Regions from separate parts of the Danio rerio genome. Here region 2 is linked to region 1. The links are chromatin contacts, called in public HiCAR-type maps. All regions are on one chromosome and are shown on one strand. The core of a region is the stretch at or near the end of the contact, and the rest is flanking DNA. Distances in the headings are between cores, read along the strand shown.

Evidence for each region. HiCAR-type assays count read pairs that join an accessible place to other places.
Region 2: a contact with region 1 is called in a HiCAR-type map of caudal fin, with 4 times the contacts expected there. The contact joins the promoter of si:ch211-212o1.2 here to the promoter of znf423 in region 1. A contact is called at or near these places in 3 of 18 Hi-C or Micro-C datasets (caudal fin, hematopoietic stem cells and an unstated tissue) and 1 of 4 datasets of contacts at active chromatin or transcription factors (caudal fin).

What each region holds. Positions count from the first base shown.
Region 1 is chr18:19,168,191-19,175,956 of GRCz12tu, reverse strand. It overlaps znf423 (zinc finger protein 423), which reads right to left and starts at 4,246. Exons shown (of 8, transcript NM_001080030.1): 1 at 4,045-4,246. The coding sequence starts at 4,084. It overlaps LOC101885646 (a long non-coding RNA gene), which reads left to right and starts at 4,002. Exons shown (of 2, transcript XR_222491.6): 1 at 4,002-5,426; 2 at 5,597-7,766.
Region 2 is chr18:19,382,454-19,390,219 of GRCz12tu, reverse strand. It overlaps si:ch211-212o1.2, which reads right to left and starts at 4,157. Exons shown (of 6, transcript NM_001080164.1): 1 at 3,882-4,157. The coding sequence starts at 4,041.

The DNA of each region.
Region 1 (7,766 bases), core at 2,997-5,496:
GCGCAGCATCTTAGAACGGCCGCGCTCCTCCGGGAAGCCCTGACAGGGGAGCCTTGGCTGGCAGGCTTGGTGGGGAAGGAAGAGGGGGGCGCAGGGAATGCCAACCACACAAACAGAATTAATAACAGCGGGCGTCAGAGCGACGCCTTCTCTTTAGAAGTGAAGCGTGGCATGGAGCGGGTCCGCAGCGAGCGCCGGTTCCGGGCCACTGAGCCCAGGACTTCTGATAAAGCGTGTGGCTAAGCCGGTACAATGGCAGAGCCTACGAATGAGCTCTTACATTAAGACAGATTCTTCCCCACAAAACTAGCAGGCAGGCTGCTGATAAGGAGTTGTCATTGGCAGACACACTGCCCACCAGGGAGAAACCCACATCCAAACCCACCCGCCTTTTCCTCCCATCACAGACCAGACGAATTACACCATGATCTCCACACCAATAGGGGTCACTGCTTTGAGATCTAACAAGGTGTAAGTATTTGACTTGAAAAGAAAGTTAAAGAGCAGCTAAAAGTGTTTTGCCTCTTAATATGGTGATACGAGTCACATCAACACCTAAAGAAAGCCATTAAAAAAAGACCTGAGCAGCTGTCAAACTGTGCTCAATTACACTTTTTTTCCTGGTTGTGATGAAATACTTTTAGAGTTGTTTAACTAATTGTTCATGCTGTAAAGTCAATAAAAACAAAAAACGCAAGAGCATAAAAATCAATTTTGTGGTTCATCTCCCATTACCTCAAAAATCACACCCTCTAACAGTCAACACACAGACTCAATAAATAGCTCGCTCTCAATCCTCACTTAAAACGCCTGGAAGCAAAACAGATGCCTTCTCAGTTTCAGGTGATTATATTTATTAATTAAAAAAATACAAGACAGTTTATTTAAATATAGCATTATCTCAGGAAAATGTTTTACAGAAAGAAAAAAAAACTCAGTTACTACAACAGAAAAGTCAATGGAAAAACAACCTAAAAATAAATTGAATCTATTATTCTAAACGAACCATCATTTGAAAATATGCAACAGATGCAACAAAGTGATTGGTTCACAAAAACTGGAAACAGCACACGAATCAAAGCACGAAATGAAAAACACAAATGCGGATCTATAAGAATGCTGGGGGATCTCGTTCCCTGATCTCTTCATCTGCGCAGCCCTATGGTAACTCACTTCAACATTTTACAACAGTCCACTGACCAATGAAACTTCACCGCCGTAGCCAAAAGCCTAGGTGACAATAAAAAGGCCATTTAATGCTAAAACCAGATGGTGTCAGAAAAGAAGGAAAAAATATGATGAAACCTGTACTACTACATTAACACACACCAAAACGATCAACATAATACAGTTTCATTGTCTCCTTCCTAATATTCTTACGAGTAACCTTGCAGCCCATGAAAAAAAAAAAGTGTAAGATAAGCATTTCAAATAATATCGCTGAAATCAAAAAACTGAAAACCTCAGCCGCTTACAGTCGGACAAATGCAGAGCTGAAAATTTTCACATAAGAAACTATGAAATGACCAAAATAATTATAACCATTTTTAATTGCCTCTTTGCCATCAAAAAAAATTAATACTTGCAGTCATGCTGTGCATCTATGTATGAAAAATTCTTCCTTCCCACAGTCCCTTACTTGTTCAAATTCACCACTCAAAATTTACATTCAAAACAGCAAGTAATTACTCAATTCCCAATCGAAATCCTTGGGAAAGGATACATATATCTGCAGGAAGAGCTGAATACATTTCTGAAAGACATAAACATACAAAGCAGGAACAAATTCGTCCACAAAACCAAAAACATCCTGGTGTCAGTGGGCAGAGGGGAGAAATAACGCCATTAGATTTTATTCTCAGTGAGCTTTAGACAAGCATCACTCAATCGTTTCTCCCTTTCATTAAATAAAATGTCCAATTTGAATCGGTCGACTGTAAACAACGGTGAAAAAAATGAAAATAAGTGCCCTCGTCGTCTCTCTTACTGTCGTGTGCATTCATCCCCCTCTTAATGTCCTGCAAATGAAGGGGATTTATTAATGTGTAATTAAGTAATAATCATCGCTACATAATGCATGAAACACTCATGGGGACGGTGGAGATATGAAACAGGAATGCCACAGCCGAGCACTCAGTGCATAGACACACATTAAAAAGGGATTAATTGAGAGAAATAATATTTTGATAAGCGCAGCTCCCTCTCCCCCTCTGACGAACGCTCGCTGTCTTTTTCCTCTCAAAATAATCTCTCTCTCGCTCTTGCGTGCGCGAGTAACACTGGCAATCACAGTTTCTAATGTAATGTGATGTGAGAGCATGACTTCCTTTACTGGAAAAAAAAAATACCCGGACTACCTTGACAATAGGCAATGGATTCTCAAGAAGCCCACCACCACCAGCAGCAACCAATGCGCCTGCATATGTTTACTACATCCCTAACACCTGCAGATTGCAACATATCAAAGCAGAAATTAATGACAAACAAGCTTAACCTCTGGATGAGCGAGCCAATACACAAGACACCGGAACATAAAAAAACATGAGTGATTTTTGTGCATACCACACTCAGACATATTGTTGGTGCCCTTCTAATCTCCAAGCATTCCAATCAAAGCTAAAGGTGCTGGGCTGAGATAGGGACAGAGCGAGCCTTGGTTACATATTTAATTGGCCTCTGATTGATGTGCATCGCTGAGTCAATACAATCACTGTTTACCCCCAAACCTCTGTGCTGCTGCAGGCCAACGCATACTCGATAGGAAACTGCAATAGTATTTGTTGCAACACAACAAGACATTTGCTTTAAATGTGCCTTTTATAAACAAAACAAACAAAAATAAAATTGGTTAATGCTAGCGGGGGGGGGGAGATTATGCATATTACAATAATCACTCTGCGCATGTGAAAAAATAAATATTACATTATTGATTACAGGGTCAACAGCCTGCACTTTTCTGCAAAACAACTCAACAACATTGTTTAGGATTGATCTGCACCCAGCAGGCTCTGTCAGTGTTAAATGTCTATGAGTGTATTTTCACTTCATCCACCATGAATATTATCCACTTACACTCTATGTAAACTTATGACCGTTTTTGTTTCTCCCTTGATGAACCTCTGCAGATTGCGGCCGTTAATTAAAACAAAAAACTGGTTATTATTTGGGGGAGGGGGTACTAATATGGGCCACATGGCCACCCGAAAGCCCATCTGGTTTCTATTGGGGTGACGGTGCCAAGTGATATCTCGACCAGCAGCACAATATCTGCTGATGGACAAGCTGAAATAGCAGCAGGCCTTATTGCTCCTAAATTCACCTGCCTGAAAGTGTTGAGTCTTGTAGGAGGGGCATGAATGAGATGGGACTGTGTGTGACTGATTCTGACATGTCAAAGTCACAACCGGGAATAAATTCAAGACAATAAACAGCAAAGAGGGGGGGAAAACTGCAATCTGAGGTCTGCAGAGAATCAAATTTCACTTACACTACAACAGACTGAGAGGTGTATAAAATGAGTGATGTAGGAATATACCTAATTAAAAGGTTATTCTATTAAAAATAAGGTTAAAATATCAATAAAAATAATATAGTTAATTTTTTTTATTTTAAATAAATAAAGTTTACATTTAAATGTAGTATATCGTATAATATTAATAATGACGTGATTATGATAACTATTAAGTTTAATTATAAAATGTAAATATAATTTATTAGAAATTGGGCTTTTTAAAAACATATTACACCTATTATTAATAACTAACCTATTTACATGTATTTTTTAGGTATAGCTCCTTGCTTCAGCTTATATGAGGTAACTTGTCCTCCCAAACACAAGACCTGCTGGCACCTGGCATCAAAATGAAAGAGCTTAATTTGATAATTATCGAAAAGCATGCCTAAAGTTTCTAAACATGGTGTCACTATTGAAAGCAAACCCGTAAAACGATGAATTTTCACAATCCCCGCCAGTTTTACCCAGGAAATCTCATTGGTCATGTGAGTTGTTCTGTTCCCTCTCGTACAGCAACATAAAACGCTTACCTTTAACGGAGCGCGGTTTGGCCTGCTTGCGTCTAGACATCTCCGTGTTAAGAGCAATATTTTACTTTCTTTAATCGGTATCTTGTCCTCTCCAAGAAATATTGACAGGTCACGCGCTGATACTTGGGAGATTTCTTCACTTTGCCTGTTGCAATGCGGCAACTTCAGTCTCGCTAGTCCAGAAGCGTGCAAAGGAAGAGAGAGTACGGCAATGGAAAGGGATATTCCAATGATTGAACTTCTCCAACCTGTAGATTTAACGAATAACTTGCGGCTTTCCCCGTTCTCGAGGCGCGAACGCTCTTTTGTTCCTCCGTAACGGTAGACGCTGACGGCGGAGCGGGCACGCGCGCTCAGAGTTTCGAGAAGCGGAGCGTGCCCAAATTACACCTGATCAGTAGCGAGAGGTGCCAATACTTGCCGATAATGTGGAGAAGCCACTTCGACGGTGTTTCGGAATTGATTCGCTATGTTTGTCCTCCTTTTTGCAGTTGTCGCAACTGTCTCTTTTCGTTGAGATCCGCCGAACCACCCTCCTTCGCTGTTATTTTTCCGAAGGTGCCACTCTCAATGGCATTTTACGCAGCATTTTACCTGAGGGGATTTTCTTCTTCTTGTTGTTTATCGTCCTAAAAGCCGTAAATATTTCTAGTCGCTAGCCTCTCTCTCCCTTTTTCTTTGTCCTGACTCTGGTCTTCCCTCCGCCTCCCGATCCGACTGCTGGCGGGGCTGCAGCGCAGACACACATAATAAAGCCAGGCTTGGCTGGAAATGTAGCCGTGTCCCAGCAGGAGGATGTGAGAGTAGGGTCCCGGCGGGGGAGCGCTCTGATCCCGCAGGGAGCTCCGCACAGCCTGGGTTGAGCAGACAGAGAGAGCCAACAGCACCAAACCATGGTCAGCCATGGAAACTACAGCTTAACTTGGAGCACGGATCGGGGCCAAAACACGGAGCTTCGAGGAAACTCTGCAGCGTGCAAGAAAAAAGACGGACTGGATTCGCTTTTTGCGCTCCTTGTACCGATGCCATCGTCTCGGGTTCACTCCAGCGTTTAACTGTCGATTGGATACCATGACATTTTGGTTATTTTGAACATTTAACATTCCTACGTCGTCTTTGTAATGCGTTAACCTGCGTTTAAAACGAACAGTTTTAGATTTAAAGGAATAGTTGGGCTCAGCCGAAAACATAAACAATGTCATCATTTACTCAACCTCACGTTCTCCCAAGCCCTTTTTGACTTTCTTTCTTTTGCTCAACACAAAAGGAGATATTAGGCAGTTTGTTAAGCCCTGACAGCCTCCGCCACCATTCACTTTATTACATTTTTTGTGTGTAAGTGAATGAGACTAAAGAAACTCATTCTGATTTAAAACAAGAGGGTGAGTATGATAGATTTCTGAGTGCATATATTGTGTCAGTGTTTGTTTATTTGTGTCAACATTAAATGCATGTTTAATCTGCATCTTTTTTTTATGGAGTCAGTCAGATGTGTTGTTTTAGTTATTTTGGGATACGTTTTAACTAAACTTCATTTAAACCCTTTTTCTAGGATTCCTTTTGGCAGTGTTAGGCCTTTTCGACAGTATTTTCAATCCCCACAGCGTCTGTCTGGCCGTTTGCATGTGCTGCTGAAGTGCAATTGCAGAAAGAAGATCATTTGTGCAAAAATCAACCTAAGAAATGGTCAAAATCACATGCGGTGCGCCGGAGCTGCTCAGCCGTTGTCATGGATAACATGGTGGGCACCCTGTCTCGGTCAGTGGGATGTCCTGCAGATTGAGCCAGGCGCCCTGTGGAGCCACGGAGCGGCCTTTAAAATTGACCCCCCGCAGAGGACCGGGGCCCCTCTTGTCTCGTCTGAGCGCACGCCTGGAGACCGCTTTTAAATGTGCTTCTGGTGTCCCAGAGAGAGAGGCCGCTGGCACGAAGGGGCGAAAGCTCACCGCAGTGGTCCCTTTTTCTTGGATAAATTCAAAGGAGGAAAATAGCCCACATTACAAGCTCCTTAAGGGTCAAGGACAGCCGAGACATGAATGGTTTGAAAGAGTGGCATTGTGAAATCACATAGCACACGATTACACCCTCTGTCATCTTTTTACGGATTTGCATTTTTCTTGCACCACAATGAACAGTTCAGAATAAGACTTACAAGACATGTGGATGAAATTAATTAAGACGCTGGAGAAAAAGAGGTGTGAACGACAAAAGCGGTGGTCCTGTTTGGAATAAACGCCGTTGCTATTTTAGGATGATTTTAATGAGTGGCAAAACATTTTTATTAGTATTATAATCTTTTCTTTTTTTTTTTTGTTTGGATCCCATTTGAAAAATATTGGACATTCAAAGAAGGAACAAAATCCTACGTCGGACGCAAAATAAGTAATGAAGGCATTTGCAACACTTCATTTCACTGCTAACTGAACTCAAATGGTCTCACTTTTGGCTAGTATTTCCCTCCACGCAGCAGGGATGGCAGTAGATTGATGCCCTTACATTATTCATGCAACAATTATTCAAAATTTAGCAATAACTCAACAGCGTTTTGTCCTTTCTCTCATCCGTCTCCTCTCTCAGCGTACCTAGGTATGCTGCTATTCTTATGCGACCATCATCCATTGGACAGTGCGGCCCCAGAAAACACCCTTAAACACTCCCCCATTGTACTGTCACAAGCCTGGAGAGTTCATGTTATATTTATGTTGCCTACAGCGTATTCTCTCTGTTCTGTTCTGTTCAGCTGAACTCACGCCAACTCCTCCAGGTCCCCCCTCCACAGACAATGTTACATCTCATTGGCTTTGCCCTAGATAGGCTATTTTTGTATGAAATAATTAGACATAACTGATTTAAATACTGCAAAGCCAACACTCTTTTGTCTCGTTAACAAAGTACAGGAAAGGCACATGCTTGTCATGTCATTTCTGTCAATCCCTACAAATACGAATGCGTCCAAAGCTAATGGATCTGAAGGTGAGCCAAAAAATGAAGAACTTTATTTGATTCGGATACGTTCGGGACTGAGCTACAGTGACCTGACCTGATAGAATCTATTATGAAAGCAAAAAAAGCACTGCCAGGAGCTTTTAATTGTCTCAACGTGTATATCAGCAAAATATAGGATTGCTAAAATATGCCGGCGTACAGCACTAATTGTCCATATAAGGACAGCGCGGCGCTTAAAACAGCACGTTTTGTTTGTTACACTGACCCCGGACCCAGACAGCCGTGCTGATGCCGAGTGCACACGGGCACACAAGGGAGAGGTGGAGAGCAGGAACGCAGATTGGGGCTGACCGCTCGGCTGCACTTTAATGTACCCTCTACTTCATCAGTCCTGATTAGCCACCATAAAAATCCAGATTGAACATTACAGTTTTACTGCTGATTGTCTTCCAAACACTCTCAGGTGTTGGCGTGTTAAATGCCAGGGTGTGCATCTGTCCTCGCGTCCCATTAGCCTGCTGCAGTGAGACGTCTGACTTGAAAAAGGGGGACCCTCTTCAGAAACGAAAGCAATGCAGAACAAATTTCAGGCTTTTAGGCTTACTGCATCTTGTGCCAAAACCTCAATAACAAGCCCCCCTCCAAGCCCCCATTTCTCTGGCTCTTGCCCCAGACTTACACAAAGAAACACCAGCTTTATGGACTTAGGGCATTAAGGCATAAAAAACAGCGGACGGAGAACAGGTTCGTGACACATGGCGCCAAACGCAGGACCT
Region 2 (7,766 bases), core at 2,908-5,407, 210 kb before region 1:
CACAATGCATCACAGAGAGAAGGACTGGGCGATATGACACAAATCTCATTACATGAAACAAGTCATCTCACTGATTTGTCTTGATAACGCCATATAGCAAGATATTCAATCACTTAATATTTCATTCAACCAATTAATAGTTGGTCACATGTAAAGGACTTACATTATAGAATGTACTCAATCATATATGAACATATTTCTCCCTTTATTTAGATGTTTGACTAAACTTAAAAATATTAAAACAATAATAAAGTATATAAACACTTTCTAAAAAATGTCTGATATATAAAATTAAATATTGCTAAATAAAATGCAAGATATTTCATGTTTCTAACTGCGTTAAAAAGTATTACCAATGAGTTTTGTGACATCACGAAATGAAAGATAGAGCATTATATGAGATTATAGCCTTTTATTTTGTCCAAACTATATTAATTTTCATATTGAATATATACGTGATCAGATTATAAAGGGCACCTATTTTACCCCTTTTTTAAGATTTAAGATGAGTCTTTTGTTTCTCCAGAATGTGCAAAGTTTCAGCTCAAAACACCCATCAGATTACTTATTATACCTTTCAGAATATTAGACTTTTCTGCTCTGAACATTATGTAGCTGTTTTTGTGGCCTGTGCCTTTATTGATAGTTCTCCCCACCCACCGTTCCCACATGTCTGTCAGACTGTGTCTCAGTCTCCTGCTGCGCCAGATAAACAGCACAGTGACAGACATGAAGGAAGCAGATCTCAAGTAACGTTTGTGAAAATAATACAGTAGGAACTTTCCCAATGATTATTTGATGTATTTGTTGTGGAGTAAATTCAAGCCTTTCTGCAATGATGAGTCACACATAAAGTTTGCACACATGCAAAGACACAGCGCACCTGTTTAATATTGCACTGTTTTTGCACGCAAATGTGACAGGATGCACTTTAATATCCACTGCTGTATGGATATTCGTTATGTTCATCTACAAAATAAACCTGGTTTAACATCCACAAACAAGGATTGAAGCGTCTCCTTTTATAATTGTACTGACATGCGGCTGTGGTGATAAAGTAAAGACGGTAAAATCGCTGTAATTCATTGCAAACATGCACTGTTTTAAAAATATTTTAAACTTGTAAAGCTCGTTCTTGATCACATTTGATGATGATTGATGATCACAGAGAGATAAACAGATCTTTTAATCCCAGTTGCTTTCTGACGTCATGTCTTGTTGATACAAGTATACGTGTTAATACGGAGACATGTTAATACACGGCTGTCAATCAATTTGGTGGGCAGGAAAACCGCACTCCTACGTCGCCTTGCAGTGGGCCTCAAAATGGGAGAGATTTGGATCCTATTTTAATGTCAGGAAATTGAAAAAAATACATTAATTAATTAAAAATAAATTAAAAAAAGACCTGTTGAGTTTATATCACTCGATTATGACTGTGGAAACACTATACCTACTCACAGTACTGCCCAAACTTCTCACAAAAGATGATTTTCATCATAGGTACTCTTTAAGATTATTTGACTCTCTTGCACACTTGACTTATGAGTATCCTAATTTTAATTGTGTGTAAAAGATGTTGGTATTAAAATAAAAACATACTCAATGTATGCTTTTTATCAGTGGTTCTCAAACTGTGGTACAAGCATCACTAGTGGTATGCATGCTTCCTTCCAGTGTTACGCGGAGGAATCAAATATGTCATATGTACATGCTACATATATTTCAAAATTTATCAAAAATTATTTATGTATGAATATTAAGACATATCGCCTACATTTCTGAGGTATAGGCAACATTTCCAGGTGTTGATGAATAGGCTACTACAGTATATGTTAATACTTTACATTTGAGTACAGGAGTTTTTTTTTTACTTTTAAAGAACAGTAACCTTTTATTTTTAACTTTTAAAAGCACATTTTAATGTAAATATTAACATTTTATTTTTACACATAAGTAGAGTACAGTGTTAATGTTCAAACTATTTATAATGTTTAAAGTGGCTGACAATAATAAATAGTATTAGTAATAGGAATTAATCTGCCTAATTTTTTCAACTGTGCAGTGCTGTTGCTGTTTCATTGTGTGCTACTGTATTTCAATAGTGCCTATTATGGTGGTACTAGGAGAAACAATAATTTTTTGAGGTGGTACTACATAAAAAAAAGTTGGAGAACCACTGCTCTATATAGTTCTAATTTCTACTTGTAGGTTCAAGCATTGGCATATCTTTGTTTAAAAATCTATATTGGGTTTACTCTCATCATATCTACAGATTTACATTTGTAAAAAGCCCTTAGCTATGGTCTTTGGTCACAGAATATTTATTTAGTGTCTGTTCCTAAAGTGCAGACTGAGATAGGGAAAAAGGGTTTTAAATATGCAGCACCTTTTGCAAGGAACAATCTACAAACAAAGTTGCAGTTTAAAGAATTTATTTCAGTAAATGCTTTCAATAAAAAAAAGAGAATAAATGATTTAGAAATTGAAACAGATTGAACAGTGTGATTCATGTTAACTGTCAATTGTTTGTTGTCTGTTAGACCCATGTGACATGTATACTGCCTAATTTTGGCCAGGACACTCTTGTAAAAGAGATTTTTAATCTCAATGTGACTTACCTGGTAAAATAAAGGTTATAATAATAATAATAATAATAATAATAATAATAATCTAGTCTGTCCAGTGATTTTAGGAATAAATATATGATTCATCGCCAATCTTTACTTTTATAACCATTTTTTTATTTTACATCCTTAAAAATAAAAGTACTGTACTACTTTTGCTCAGGGAAAGCTGGATTCATATTTTAATAGTGTATCTGTACTTCCTTTACCAGTGAGGTTTAGTTAACATTTTCTTTTTATTAAATCAGCATTTACAAAGATTATTAAATATCATGTATATCAAATATCAATATCAAATAACAAATGAATTCCTCATAAATAAATAATGCATTAACAACATTTTATTGATGGGACCATACTGTAATGTTTTATCAATATCATTTCATATATTTCACGGAGAACAATTTCATCTTTATATCAGTAACTGATTCTTAGAATTAAACCAACAATTTTATTACATTTTTTTTAATTTGGGGGATATCTCCAAATTAAAATAAAAATCATCTAGAATCGTCTATATATGTCCATGACTTTTACAAACTTGAAAATAACACCAAAACGTACAATTTTGCATTTAAGAAAAAAGAGCCATTGCTCATATGCACCAAATACAGACACGGAAGCTATGATTCATTTGTACTAAACACAAAACATGACAGCCCCCATATCTAAAAATATACCACTTTTGCACAGGAAAGCATAAAGTGTGCAACACCACTCATCATTTACTCAGGGCAGAACTGTCCACCTTCACTTAATGGAAATACATGCATTGACTGATTCTATTCCTGCTAAATATATCATTAACTTTTAAAAAATAATAATAAAAATGGAAAATTAGAAAAATATGACAGTGACAAAGTGTTAAAAATATGACAGTGACAAAGCGTTAAATCTTGAGTTCCTTGAAGTGTTATAAAATGATCCTCTTATTCTGAACACTTTGCCCTGACAGCTGCAATTACAAGTTTTACAAAGTAGCACATGCACAACACATGCAACCCATAAACGGGGTCATATACACGCAGCTCAATGTTAAACAATCACCAACATTCAATACATTATGTTGATGGAGCTGTCACATGATATTGATCTCAAACTGACCTCTACACATAAGACTACAAGCAACTTTTGGATGTGTGTGTGTGCTTTCCTGGCCTTAGTCTGGCCCGTAGACGCTGCCGTGTGCAGTAGTAGAAGGATCATTCACATTGACACAGATGTGTGTAATGACAGCTGACGTGCTCGTCTTACCCGGAGAGTACAGCTTGGCGAGCTGTCGGGCCCCGGCGTGCTGTGGTCCCCAGCGAGGTGCGGTGCTGCGCGCGGCCGCCCCGTGCTCATTCCCGTTCGGATCCTCCTCCGCCATAGACCGATGCCTGATCTCCGTCTCTGACAGTAACGCCGCCGCCATGGTCCCTTATGATGGCCAGTTTTCAGAGAAAATGCATTAATAATGACCCTGTATCGTGCATTTAGTAATTAATACACAGGGGTTCAGGTTTAGCGGTGAATGACACACCTTTCTTGGTAAACCCACTGAGGTTCCTACTTCAGCGAAACACACCCGGAACTAAAATACGCACGAACTGCCTGTCTACCACTCCGCTATAATAAACAAACATACCTCGATAATTATTATTTACCTTGTTTCATCTCATGAGGCAAATGATAGATAATATTGCTCCCGGCGGGGACTCTGAGCAGCTCTTTAAACTGTCCGACAGCCTGAATAAAGTGAATATTCGCAAAACTTTTCCTCTGCCTGCTGCTGTGCTCTGATCTTAGGGACCGTCGTAAAAGACGCGTTTATAGTGTGAGAGGAAAAAGCCATTTTGATCACCGGCTACTCTTATCTAAGAATTATCATAATCAACAAAACGATTTTTGATGTTTAATCAAATGTACATTACAAAATCTGTAGGATTATACTGGCGTCGCCCCTTAATGTCAGCGAATCATGTCTGGGGTTTTACCAACGGTCCCTAACATCTCATGCGAGTCTATCGTAGTGCTCGAGACGCTGATAAGACACAAACGCCTCTAGTGAAATTATACGAGTACACATGACTACTGTGCTACCTGTTGATAAGAAATAGATAAGATAATCATGCTATCTCATGTTCAAGTGTCTGTTTGATTATGTACCGGCGATCACAGGCATGGACAATGATTTATAAATATTTCAAACAAACTCCACAAATAGCTTAAAGCTGTCGCAAACATATTAATTGTATACATCATACACGTTGCTTACATGTTGTTTGGAAACAAATCTGTCAAGCATTATCCTATATAATGCTGTAAAATGGAAATTTAATGTAATTACCCTGAATCTGATGAAAAAAAACTGCTTAAACTGGCCTAGGCTGGTTGGCTGGTTTTAGCTGGTCAACCAGGCTGGTTTTAGAGGGGTTTTGGCCACTTCCGGGCTGGTTTCCAGCCTGGTGTTAGCTGGTCAGGCTGGAAAGTGACCAGCTAAAACCATCTAAAACCAGCTTGACCAGCCTGGTTAAAGCTGGACATAGCTGGTTTTGGCTGATCATCTCCCAGCCTGACCAGCTAAGACCAGGCTGGAAATGGCTGGAAACCAGCCTGGAAGTGGCCAAAACCCCTCTAAAACCAGCCTGGTTGACCAGCTAAAACCAGCCAACCAGCCTTTTTTTTTCAGTAGGGTATAATTATATATTAATTAGTGTACTATAGAAAATCTTTTCTTTTATCGTGTGTTTTGTGATGTTGTAAAGACTGACAATATTCAGGAATGACAGACAGTTTAACTGGTTTGCTAACATAACACATATCTCGAATATTATAATAATTAATACAAAACACAATTTTTACAATTGCTTATAATTGACTATACCTTTTACACACTACATTTACATAACACTGAAACACTATTCATCTGCACCAAATACAGAACATGAATCAATGATTCATACGCATTAAACACACAACAAGAACGCCCCCATGTCTATAAATATGCTACCTCTAAGAAGTATAAACAGTTCCTCCAATGCAAACATAACGTCATCATTTACTCAAGGCAGAACTGTTCACTTTCATCTCATGGAAAATAAACTCACTGAATGGTGACTGATTCTATTTCTGCCAGACATTTCTTTGGCCTCATGTAGAAATCTCCATTTACCCTTAAAATCCACATTGAGGTGATGTTAGTTTTATATTCGCACAATTCTTCAGTGGCAACTTGTGACAAGGTCTCTATATTGTTTAACACTCTACTTTTAATATTCTCTCTGAAATTACATTCAAGTATGACTTTAAGCATTATTAGCACTATTTAATTGACTGTAAACAACCTTGTACTTTGATAGTCATTGGCTGCTAATATTCAATCATTCATTTCCTTCGACTTTTTCCCTTTATTCATCAGGGGTCACCACAGCAGAATGAACCGAAAACTTATTCAGCATACGTTTTACACAGCAGATGCCCTTCCAGCTGCAACCCAGTACTGGGAAACATTCATACACACTCATTCACACACATACATACGGCCAGTTTTAGTTTTATCAAACCCAACATGGGGAGAACATGCAAACTCCACGCAAAAATGAATGCGTTCAAACCAGCGACCTTCTTGCTGTGAGGTAGCAGTGCTAACCACTGCAAAATCCACATGTTTGAGACAACTGTGAGGTCCATGAATATTAAAACAACTGAAGCCCTAGTTAAGGGTGAGATTCAATAAGATCAGATAGTATGGATGGTTCATGAAGTCCAATTTTGGAGTATTTAGGAGTTACTCAGATGGTGTGCTGAACCCCTTTTCCCAAAGCGAACAGGTTCAGAGGCCCTCAGGGGCCCGTAGTGTATCGATGCGTTCCGATGGCTGATTTCTGGGAACAGCACCGACCTTCTGTCCGGCTCAAGTTATGAGACTCAGCGGCCGAACCAGCTGCTTAAACACATGGATGCAATTAAAGCAGAAACTGCACCGCTGAAAGAAGAAAGACCACTTTAAATAGACGTTTCTGTGCTTATTTCCCCAAGTCACAAACATTAAATCATCCGGCCATCAGCACTCAGTTTTTCATTATTTACATCACAACACAAAATTTTGAGGGAAATGTGTAGTCTTTGTTTAGGTTGACACTATCAATCAGATTTTCCTTCTTTCCGTTTTTTTTTTTTTTTTTAACCCACGCGAACGCATGGAGAACATGCAAACTCCACACAGAAATGCCATCTGACCCAGCCTGGGCTCGAACCAGTGACCATCTCGCTGTGAGGTGATAGTGCTACCCACTGCACCACCGTACACGGTGCCATTTTTACATGATTTTTAAATCAAATTGAACTCGTTTGACTTAATGCAGTCACTGTTTGTATTCATGATTAACAGGGCTTGGCATGAACTTTTTGATCACCAGCCACTGTGGCTAGTAGATTTCCAACCTTACTAGCCACTCGCCATTTTCACTAGCCACAATTTTGTTGTTGGGAAATATATTTTATATGTATAAAATGTGACTTTGACATGACTTGATTTAGATTTTCTGTTGTGTCCACACTCATTTAACTTTTTCTGTGTTGTGTATACTCAAAGAAATGATTACTGCTGCTTGTTCAAGCTACATGTTTAAAATGAGCAACAACAACACAATCCTTGTTACTTCATTGGCAAATTTCTTTGTTTCATGTTCAGTCCCCTTAGATTTGTAAACCATTATGTTAATAAAAGCATTTTATGTTGTGACAACAGGTAGAAATCGTGTTGGTTCAGCTACCTGGTAAGAGAAATTGTAGTTCCCAGCATGCTTTGCAATGCATGGAATTAAATTAAGAGAAGGAAATGTTGACAATTAAAGTCATCTGAGATGTTTAAAGCAAATAGAAAGACTTGTTAGTTAGAGACTTTTTATCTTCACTTAAGTTTGAAGATTTAGAAGATGTTCAAGTAGTGCTTTAAATTTTGAGATTATCACCTTGCAGAAGCAGCCATGCTTTGGGTGTTGGCAGGTTTATTAGCAAAAATGCAGTTTGTTGCTCAGCAATAATTGTCCTAAAGCGAGTTCTGAGATCAGTCTCAATCAACTGTATATGCAAGTCATGAAATATGTCTCTTTTAGTTCATTTAGGATAACTTCAAATAAAACTAAGAGACTTCAA